Regions from separate parts of the Hordeum vulgare genome. Here region 1 is linked to region 2. A link is a contact called in public Hi-C data. All regions are on one chromosome and are shown on one strand. The core of a region is the stretch at or near the end of the contact, and the rest is flanking DNA. Distances in the headings are between cores, read along the strand shown. Region 1 holds the start of LOC123427556 (IQ domain-containing protein IQM1-like). Region 2 holds the start of LOC123427513 (60S ribosomal protein L11-like).

Region 1 (4,789 bases), core at 1,916-4,415, 900 kb before region 2:
AATTTTTATTTCTTTCTGCTGAAAACCGTAATACGTCCGGTTCTGTTTCTTTGTTTTTTTCGCAATTGATTTTTCTCGCAAAAAAAGAGAACAACAGAAATCAAACCTTGTATCTAGTGGTTTAATCTTACTCTTGCTAGCCATCTCGGTTAATGCCTCGCTAGTGCTTAGATACAGTTAGGATATTTTTATTTCCACAAGTGTTGTTAGTGCATTTTATGGAGCAAGCGGGATTTGCTTTTCGATTTTTTCTAGATTTGGTCACCGGTTATGAACCATGCAACGTGGCTATTTTAAAGATTTTTTGGCTACTTTTATTCATTCCTTTTTCAACTTATGTGCAAAATGGCATGGTAATATACGCACCGCCGACCTGATAACCTAGGAACAAACACCACAATAACTTTTACCCGTGGAAAAAAGTTGTTAAAGACACACTCGTGATAACTTCTATCTAAATAGCATGATAATATACACACTAGAGACCTGATAACTTAGGTACAAACATCGTGATAACTTTGACCCAGAAAAATAAGTTGTTGAAAACACAACCTCGGTAAACTTTTGTGCAAATATCGGTGCATTGTACGCCCAGTAGACCTTAAACTTTGGTACAAACACCACGACAACTTCTACCTGAGGAAAAAAGTTGTTAAAGATGCATCCGTGATAAGTTCTATATAAATAGCATGATAATATACACATCACGGATCTGATAACTTAGTCACAAACGTCATGAACATTTTAACCCGGGAAAAAAGGTTGTTGAAAACATAACCCCATCAAATTTTGTGCAAATATCAGTTCATTATAAGCACCATAGACATGATACTTATGTACAAACACCACGATGACTTACGTGAAAAAAAATTGTTGAAGACATACCCGCGATAACTTCTATGTTAGTAGCATGGTGATATACACATCAAAAATCTGATAGCTAACACACAAACACCGTGATAACTTTTTGATTAGGAGAAAAAGATGTTGAAAACAGATCTCGGTGCTACCAGTTTCCATACTTGTAGTTTTATAGCCTAAAAATCATGTTAAAGCTGAAATTGAACTTGAGACTTCAATATTGAGATCTTAAGACACTAGCCAACCCACCCACTACTTGGCTCCAAACAAGTTCAAATAAAATACCTTTTTTTACCATCCGAGGTGAAAAGGTTGTTGAAATATACCCCGGTAACTTCTGTGTAAATAAGATGATAACTTACGTACAACTAACCTCACAATTTACATACAAACACACTCATAACTTTTCATCTTGGGCAAAAAGTTATTAAAATATCCCCTGATAACCTAGTGCAAATAGCATGATAATTTACGCACCAGACATCCGATAACTTACATAAAACACATTGATAACTTTTTTACCCATGAGAAAAATGTTACTGAAACATGCCCTGGTAATTTCTATATAAATAGTATGGTCATTTATGCACCGAGGACCTCATAACTTATGTTCAACCACCATGTTAACTTTGATTTCAAGGAAAAAAAACATTGAAATATAACTCCTCCGATAACTTTCATGTAAATTTATGACAATTTTATGCATCACAGACCTAATATCTTACGTTTAAACACCATGGTATCTTTCATCCAAGGGGAAAAAGGTTTTGAAACATGTAACCGGTATTTTTTGTGTTAAATTATCATACTGCCACATGCTTTAACCTTCTCGTACTGTAGTTATCAATCTTATCATGGTATAGTTATTATGTTACTCATACTATATTTATCACGTTCGTCATGCCAAAGTTATCAAGCCAATCTTTATTATTTTTTCTGATATGAAAGAAATAAAAAAAAGGTTCAAATAACATTGCTTATCTACAATAGATATCAAAAGGTGGCTTAGTTGGTTATTAGGTTCAATAATTATTGCATGTTATGCAGCGAAAAACCAGAAAAATCCACTAGCGATTCACTACGGTTTTTGAGAGAAGGAAAAAAATCAGTGCAAGCGAGCATGGGATGAGAGCAATCATGTAGGAACGAGTTGTGCGGATTTGTCCCTAACTTCCGGTCGACTGGAAGTTAGCCAATAATAAAATATGAAAATTCATTTCATGATGAATCTAAGAATCCAATTTGATATTATGGATACTGAGATATTTCAACAAAAATGTAAGCAAATTTAAAGAGGTTCGACTTTTCAAAAAATCAATACACCTTACATTTTAAAATAGATTGAGTACAAAAATTATAGGAATCCAAAAAACATCAACATCGCAGCAAAGTGCGTCCAACCCTTTTAGAAATTCATTATTCACAAACTGGACCGAAGCCATCTTAATGTTTAATATATCCCTTTTTCGTTGGACATGTAAGCATAAGTAAGCATAAGGATCCTAATTTATATCCAGCGGTTAATACATGGGCCTTTTCCATAAGAAAGCCTAACACATTTATAAACAGGCATCCCTATTTTCATATACATACAATCTTCTCATGACATGGGTTACAAGCTAAGTTGTCAAGGTTCCGTAGGGCTAAGAAGACCTATGAATGCTTGAAGGATGATCGTGCCATAGAATGTGTCATTTTTGTCAAGGTATAAGTTTCACATTTTGTTAAAATATCCTACAAAACTACATGTAAAATATACAAATAAGAATTTACCTTTAGAAACACAAATGAAAAAAAACGAAACTACTCTGCACATGACAGTGCACGTACGAAATTTGTACGATGCGTACTATGAATGGTGCTGATTTACAAAATGATGCGACCGAATCGATGATTTGATCCATCCTTCAAAAATCCGAAGGAAAGCTATCTTACCTAGTACTATAGCACTGCTCATAAGAAACATAGTTTGGACAACGTAGGGCCTTCAGGAAGGAAGACATAACGCCCCCCTCCCCCCAACCACACACAGACGACCAAGACCAACCCAATAAAAAGGATGACCGCTCAGGACCTGTCTGGAGAAGAGACGTATGGCAGGGTGTAAACTGAAAGAACGTCCAGCGAGTTGAAAGCCAGCAGCCTCTTGTGCATACTTCAGCAGTGACCGAAGTCTTAGCTTGCTTGGGCAACAAAATTGCCCAGCCATGAACCCTCGAATACAAAACTGACGTCTCTGGGGCCAGTCCAAGGTTTCGGTACATATATATAAGAGGGAGCGTAAGCTCCCCTGAGGTACGGTGCACATCGACATTCGACGGATTACCACATATAAGATTTCTCTCCCACCCCTCGACGCCTTCCGCGATTCCTGTCGCCTCCGGGGAAGACTCCAGTTCTTGGGTTGCTGCGCCGAGACCACAGGTGAGGATCATGGAGTTCTTGCTTTGATTGCTTAGAAGTTGACCCGGTCCTCTTCTTGGTTCGTGTTCTTGCTGGGGACTGGAATCGGTCCAACATGAGGTTCCGTGGCAGGATTATTTATTTTGACTGTGAGTTCTATAGGTGTTTTGCCACTTGAAGTCTAGTTGGTTTTGTTCTAAAGATGGATTCAAGAGCTCAAGTATTGGTCTCAGTTCGTTTAGGTCACGAATGCACTTATGAACTCATCTTGTTGTTGCTGTGGAGATCCTGAAAGTCTGGGGTCATTTCAGCCGGCTGGTAGCTGGTTGTTGTTAGTGCTTTATTCTTGTCTGACCGTTGACCATGTCACAAGAGCAGATTTGTTCTTTTCAGTTCTCTTCCAAGTTGCTCAAAATCACCGTTTCACATGAAACTAATTCAGATTCTCCCAATTTTTGAGGAGAAGGTTCAGTTTATTGGATTGTACCGTCGCGCGCGGTCTGAAGTTGTTGGCACGGAGATCTCCAGTCCGAGGACACACAAAACCGACATGGTGAACAAAATCCCCTCTCCTCGGGATGAACGGAACAAGAAACATCTCTTCTCCAAGGCCACACTGGTGCGCTCTGTGAGCTTCAAACAGTGGCAAGGAGGAGAGAAATCCACAGGTTCAGTTCAGAATAAGAGCAAACAGAGCCTGATAAATGGCATCCAAGACCGACGCAACTCTGACGCATCGAGCCCCAATGTATCGTCCAGCCCCAAATGTGAGCTTGATGCTGCAGCCGTCAAACTTCAAAAGGTTTACAAGAGTTACCGGACCAGGCGAAACCTCGCCGACTGCGCAGTCGTCGTAGAGGAGCTATGGTATGTATCAGTTTCTTCGGTCCTTGACCTTGAGCACTGGGACAGCTAGTTAACATTCAGAAAGTTATAGAAGTTTTGATTCTTATCGCAGGTGGAAAGCACTGGACTTTGCATCACTGAAGCACAGCTCGATATCGTTCTTCAACGGCGGAAAGCCCGAAACGGCGGCGTCGCGGTGGGCGAGGGCAAGGACAAGAGCCGCTAAGGTGACTAACATTCATTGATTCATCAAACCGTCTACCTGGTGCCTTGTATTTTGATCAAACTTGCAGTTGAATGACGCGATCTTTTTCGTTGGTTTAGGTTGGCAAGGGGTTATCTAAGAATGGGAAGGCTCAGAAGCTGGCATTGCAGCACTGGCTCGAAGCTGTAAGTCACATGCTACTTAAACTCTAGCACTAAACTAAGATCAGTAGGTAGTGTCCTACTGTCCACTGAGATTGTTGCAGATTGTTTATTACTACTAATGTTGCCATTTTATGCCTTCGGACAGATTGACCCAAGGCATCGATATGGGCACAATTTGCATATCTATTATGATGTCTGGTCCAGGAGTGAGAGTACGGAGCCCTTTTTCTATTGGTAAGTAAGCTGAGCTTAATATACAGTACCTACTGTCTAGGCTTTAAATTCGCGCAAATTTGGGAACCTAGTACTA
Region 2 (5,124 bases), core at 461-2,960:
TCTGAATCACATCATTTTTATTTTGTGTGACTTTTGGTTTTAGACAAATAAAACACATAACATGTCAATTTAAATATTTTGTATCATGACATTTTTTTCTTTTTAATGTCACACCATGCACGTGAAGGGGTGTTGCATTTAGAGTTTTAGACCACTTTAAGTCATGGTACCTCAACATTTTTATTGAAGATCATCCCCCAACATGATTTACTCCACCATTCTTTAAATATTACATATATTGAAGTTTAACCTAAATCCTTGTGTGCTATGAAAATCATTCAAAGAAACACATTTGTGAAGGATATCCTTGCAGCTCACGTAGCTGCAAATGTTCCGAATACATAAAGTAAAGTTTACCTCATTATTATTTTTATATAAAGTCTCGTTGCAACGCTCGGGCATTTGCCTAGTGTGCTTCAACAAGTATGCTACACTAGCTATCTTTGTGTTTCATCTTGTTGTCCTTCTCCTTCATGCTCTTCCTCATGCCCCCTCTAATTTGTGAAAATCATTACAGAACGACCCATACATCGCAACACATGCAGTCATATAGTTATGACTATCATGTATGCACCTTGAATATTATATGTGTATATACATTAATTTAAAGCATGTAAATTAATAAACTACCAACACTCATATTGTCAGTTACCGCAATATGACATGATCTCATATGGAATGACATATTTCCTGCTTGCCTCAACTTGACCATGTTTACAACCCTAGCATGACCCTAGACACGCATCTTTGTTGCTTAGCACCTAAGCGTGCATAAAACTGCCTTTTATCACAGAGATCTTAATAAGAAGAACTTGCAAGAGGATGTCGTGAGGGAACTTTGACTTTCTTGCAATGTTAATTTGGTGGAGCCTCTAGGAACAACAAAATGCCCTAGTTTCACTAACACACAACTGCAAATAATGAGTGTACGTTGGTGAATCAAGTTCTTGATGAGTACAGACTATCGAAAAACACTTGAGTGAAGGAGATCAAAGCTACTATGAGTGGTCACCAGTGATTGTATAACATCGAGTTTTAGCCCTATCGTATCACTCGCAATACAATTTAATTCTCTTATAAAAATGATACGTTTATGATGTATTTTTTTTGATATTTTAGCTAGAAGGTACATACCGGACATGACATGGAGGAAAGTCGAAATTCAATCTAGACTTCTATGGAAAGCTAGGGTCTGTTAAACCCCTTATCGGTTAACTTCTTTGTCAACCCAATCAAACCCGGAGAGAAAGCAAAACCGATAACAAAACTCAAGAAGTTGACTCTGTCCGACACACATAAGACGATTATCGTAGACCATGGCCTATAAAAATAGTGAAAAGATTGTTGCCCAAAGGGATAAAGTTGCATTTTTGTAGAGGTCCGACATTGTATTTGGAGTAAAACTCTCATGTTCTAGATTTATCTTTTGAAGAGAAACATTGCTCTAAGTTTTTTTTTTTGTAAGAAACTCTAAAATGTATTTTTTTCAGGGGCCTCTAGAATGTAGATTGGTTGGATTGAATATGGCCGGGAGTCCGGTCCAGCTAGCCATCCGGCTGGGCCGGAGAACCTCAACAGCCCAGCTAGTAAGAAAGCACAAGCCGAGCTGAATATCCTAGCCGTCCATCCATTGATCGGACCACTCCAAGCCCCCCACGCCATTCCGCGAAATCGTCGCTCGGCAACCTCCAGCGCCCCCCCTATATAAGACCCGGGAGATTTCTAGGGTTTCCGCCGCCGCAGCCACACCCAGAACCAAAACCCTCCCATCGTCCGCTTCCTCTCCACCGGCGGCCTCCCCGGTCAGATCATCATGGTGAGCTCTCCTACTCCTGCCGCGATGCCAACGCTCGCCATTTCTTGCGTGTCCCTTTGTTCTTACGCGTTTGTCCCTCGCAGTCGACTGAAAAGAAACAGTTGAACACCATGCGGGAGATCAAGGTGCAGAAGCTCGTCCTCAACATCTCCGTCGGCGAGAGCGGCGATCGCCTCACTCGCGCTGCCAAGGTATCATAGATCCCCGACCCATCAATCCCGTCACGCAACACGGTCTCCTCGACAAAAGAACAATTAAAATCCTTCGCTGTATCTGATATTGTTTCAGTGCGTATGGTCATAGATCTACAATTTCGCAATCCACTCCAAATGAAATTTATCCCGAAGTGCTCTACGTTGTTCATCTTATGTGTGCTTGCACATTTTTTTTTGAGACGCGAGTCTAATTTATACGAATTTACTCATCAGGTGTTGGAGCAGCTGAGCGGGCAGTCGCCAGTTTTCTCCAAGGGTAAGATATTGTCCACGATCTAAAGTTTGCTCGACAATTCTTGTCTGGTTTCAACACCCAGGGGTGCTTATGGTCATGGCGGTTTTATCTTTGCAGCGAGGTACACTGTCAGGTCTTTCGGCATTCGTCGTAATGAGAAGATTGCCTGCTATGTGACAATCAGGGGTGAGAAGGCAATGCAGCTTCTCGAGAGTGGGCTGAAGGTGAAGGAGTACGAGCTCCTGAGGAGGAACTTCAGTGACACTGGTTGCTTTGGGTTTGGTATTCAGGAGCACATTGATCTTGGCATGAAGTAAGATAATCTTCCTGTACTTAGTTCTGGCTGCATTTTATATATGCGAATTATATAGGTAGGACTATAATTTTGGTTCACTTATATCACTTTATTGTAAGCTGTGATATTTTCAACATAAAGTTTCTTGTCTGATGTATTCTTCTATTAAAAATCGTTGTGGAGTTATCACAGGGGTTTCCTTATGTGCATGTTGTAGTAATCTTAACGGAAAATGGTTAACTTTTATCATCAGAAGGATTTTGCCATGCACATGCTTGTAAAGTTTGAAATGCATAATCATGATAAATACTTTTAGTATGTTTTTCTATTGCTGCACTTTATATTTGTTTGTTCTTGGAAGTTCCTTGAGTAGGTGTTGCTCCAGTCTGAAATTATTTTGCTGTGATGGATCCAGTTGTTCCCAATGTGTTTCTGAGTTGAAAATTTCCATAAAAAACTCTCATCTGTTTAATGATTGCACCTTTTAAGCAGAGAATCCAATTGTTTAATGATTGTTCTTATTTTACCAATTAGTGTACCTCCTTAAGTTTTACACTGTTGGAGTTCCTCCCTTTGTACATGCTAGTGTTTGTTGCTGCAATTGATATTTTGTGCTTTAGTTCAAAAAGGTCTGATATCATTTCTCTTTCCCAAGTAAAGAATCAATAATGCCTTGTTGGTACTATCAGTTATACCTGTATGTTGTCCATTAAGTTTGATCAGTTGACATACTTTTTATGTATTTATATGTCTGAACTTGTTAGTTGTAACCTTGTTCTTGAAAAGTGTTTTACGTTCCTCTGAGCTGTGGGTTGCATGCAAATATTGATATCCTATTGCTTACATACTAAAAGCTTACTGTTTTAATTCTGTCAGGTATGACCCGTCAACTGGTATCTATGGTATGGACTTCTTTGTCGTTCTGGAGCGTGCTGGATACCGTGTCTCCCGCCGGCGCCGATGCAAGGCCCGTGTTGGGATCCACCAAAGGGTGACCAAGGAAGATGCCATGAAGTGGTTCCAGGTCAAGTATGAGGGTGTCATCCTGAACAAGTCCCATGCTAGCTAGTATCCTTTGGACTGATTAAGTTGTTGTTAGAGCCTAAGTCAGTCCTCCTTCTGGATCATGGAATCGTATGTTTATTGGATACAAAGTTGCACTATCAATTTTGCCTCATCTGTTGGGCTGACATGCATCTATAATTCCATCAAATCTTTTCATGTTTCATATTTGAAATTGAACATTTCATCAACTTATTTTCTGCTATGAGTGAAGTTTGTTTTAAACCCTGAATTCATACCGTCCGTCGAGAATGAACCCTAACCTTTCAATCCCTGAAATTGACACCCTGTATTTACTAATGCCGCTCTTATCTAAACCTTGGATCAGTTTATACATGTTTGACACGTCAGGAAAGTAACAATCCTGGCAGAGATCACTCTCTATTCTCGCTGACTGACTATATGGGTCCATCTGTCATATTCATCTTCTCTCCTCCGACCAGCAAGTGTGCAGCACTACTGCCGTGCCATACATTGTCTGTCGTGATCTTGCTCTACAGCCCTGCTCTGTGGCCTCGTTAGGAGTCTCTGCTGCGTCTTGCTCTACAGCCCTGCTCTGTGGCCGCGTTAGGAGTCTTGTCATGATGCGTTCCGGCTTTGCCTTTGTAGTGCCTGTCGCGTTAGGAGTCTCGTCATGCTGCCGGCCGCGCAGAACGCCGCGTTGCCGTAGCATTCGTCCGACAGACCCAATTCGACGAAAGCCCTGAAGGCGTTGCTGGAAGCCATGGCGCAGCACGGCATCATGGGAGCGCGTGGTGCCAGGAGCACACGGCGTGCATCCTTGGGCTTGGGTGTGGCACGTACCAGCAGCTCGACCGGCTTAATCAGGAGTCGTCGTCGGAGCGGCTTCTCCCACGAGGCCCGGGACGGCACAGTCAGGGGCGGAGCCAGAAAATTAGGATAAGGAGGACCAAGTATAGTTAAACCTTGTTAGGAAGGGTCGATCCAATAAAAAACATCATTTTATCACATAAAACTATTACTATTCATTGTAGCTTAAATCATTAATGTTAGGGAGGGTCATGGCCCTGGCTGGCATCCTCTGTCTCCGCCACTGGGCACAGTGAGGACAACGCTGCGGCGAAGCCGGAACGCAACGGCTGCTGGTTCGAGTGGCTGTCCACCGCGGACGGCCAACGCATCCACACACGGTCAAGCAAGCTTCGCACAACAACGGAAAGGGGATGTTGCGCTCGCGTCGTGGTCGTGCGCTTGCCGACGGGAAAGGAGCTGAAGAGGTGGGTCAATGTATAGAAGGGGAGGATTGGAATAGAAGAGGGATAAAACAAGTGGACCAACATAGTCGGTGAGAGCACTGATTAATCCCTGTCAGGATCGTTGTTTTCCTGGTTCATCAAACGGATCCAGGGTTCATATTGGGCTGGGATTGATGAGTTTAGAATATCAATTTTGGAAAAATCTAAACTGCACACAGTGCACATCCGCTTTTCCGTGCGGCGGCTCATGCGCACAAATTCGAAGAGCTTGCTTAGCGGTGTTG

The links. A called contact is a pair of places that touch in the nucleus more often than the background predicts.
Region 1: a contact with region 2 is called in a Hi-C map of leaf, with 4 times the contacts expected there. The contact joins the promoter of LOC123427556 here to the promoter of LOC123427513 in region 2. A contact is called at or near these places in 2 of 6 Hi-C or Micro-C datasets (leaf and seedling).

Annotation. Positions count from the first base shown.
Region 1 is chr1H:151,401,274-151,406,062 of MorexV3_pseudomolecules_assembly, reverse strand. LOC123427556 (IQ domain-containing protein IQM1-like) reads left to right here and starts at 3,165. Exons shown (of 10, transcript XM_045111638.1): 1 at 3,165-3,285; 2 at 3,731-4,131; 3 at 4,223-4,337; 4 at 4,435-4,500; 5 at 4,625-4,713. The coding sequence starts at 3,815. It overlaps LOC123427522 (diacylglycerol O-acyltransferase 1-1-like), which reads right to left. Exons shown (of 18, transcript XM_045111603.1): 18 at 480-636.
Region 2 is chr1H:150,501,165-150,506,288 of MorexV3_pseudomolecules_assembly, reverse strand. It overlaps LOC123427513 (60S ribosomal protein L11-like), which reads left to right and starts at 1,710. Exons shown (of 5, transcript XM_045111585.1): 1 at 1,710-1,816; 2 at 1,900-2,007; 3 at 2,245-2,287; 4 at 2,384-2,579; 5 at 3,438-3,798. The coding sequence starts at 1,814. The coding sequence ends at 3,630.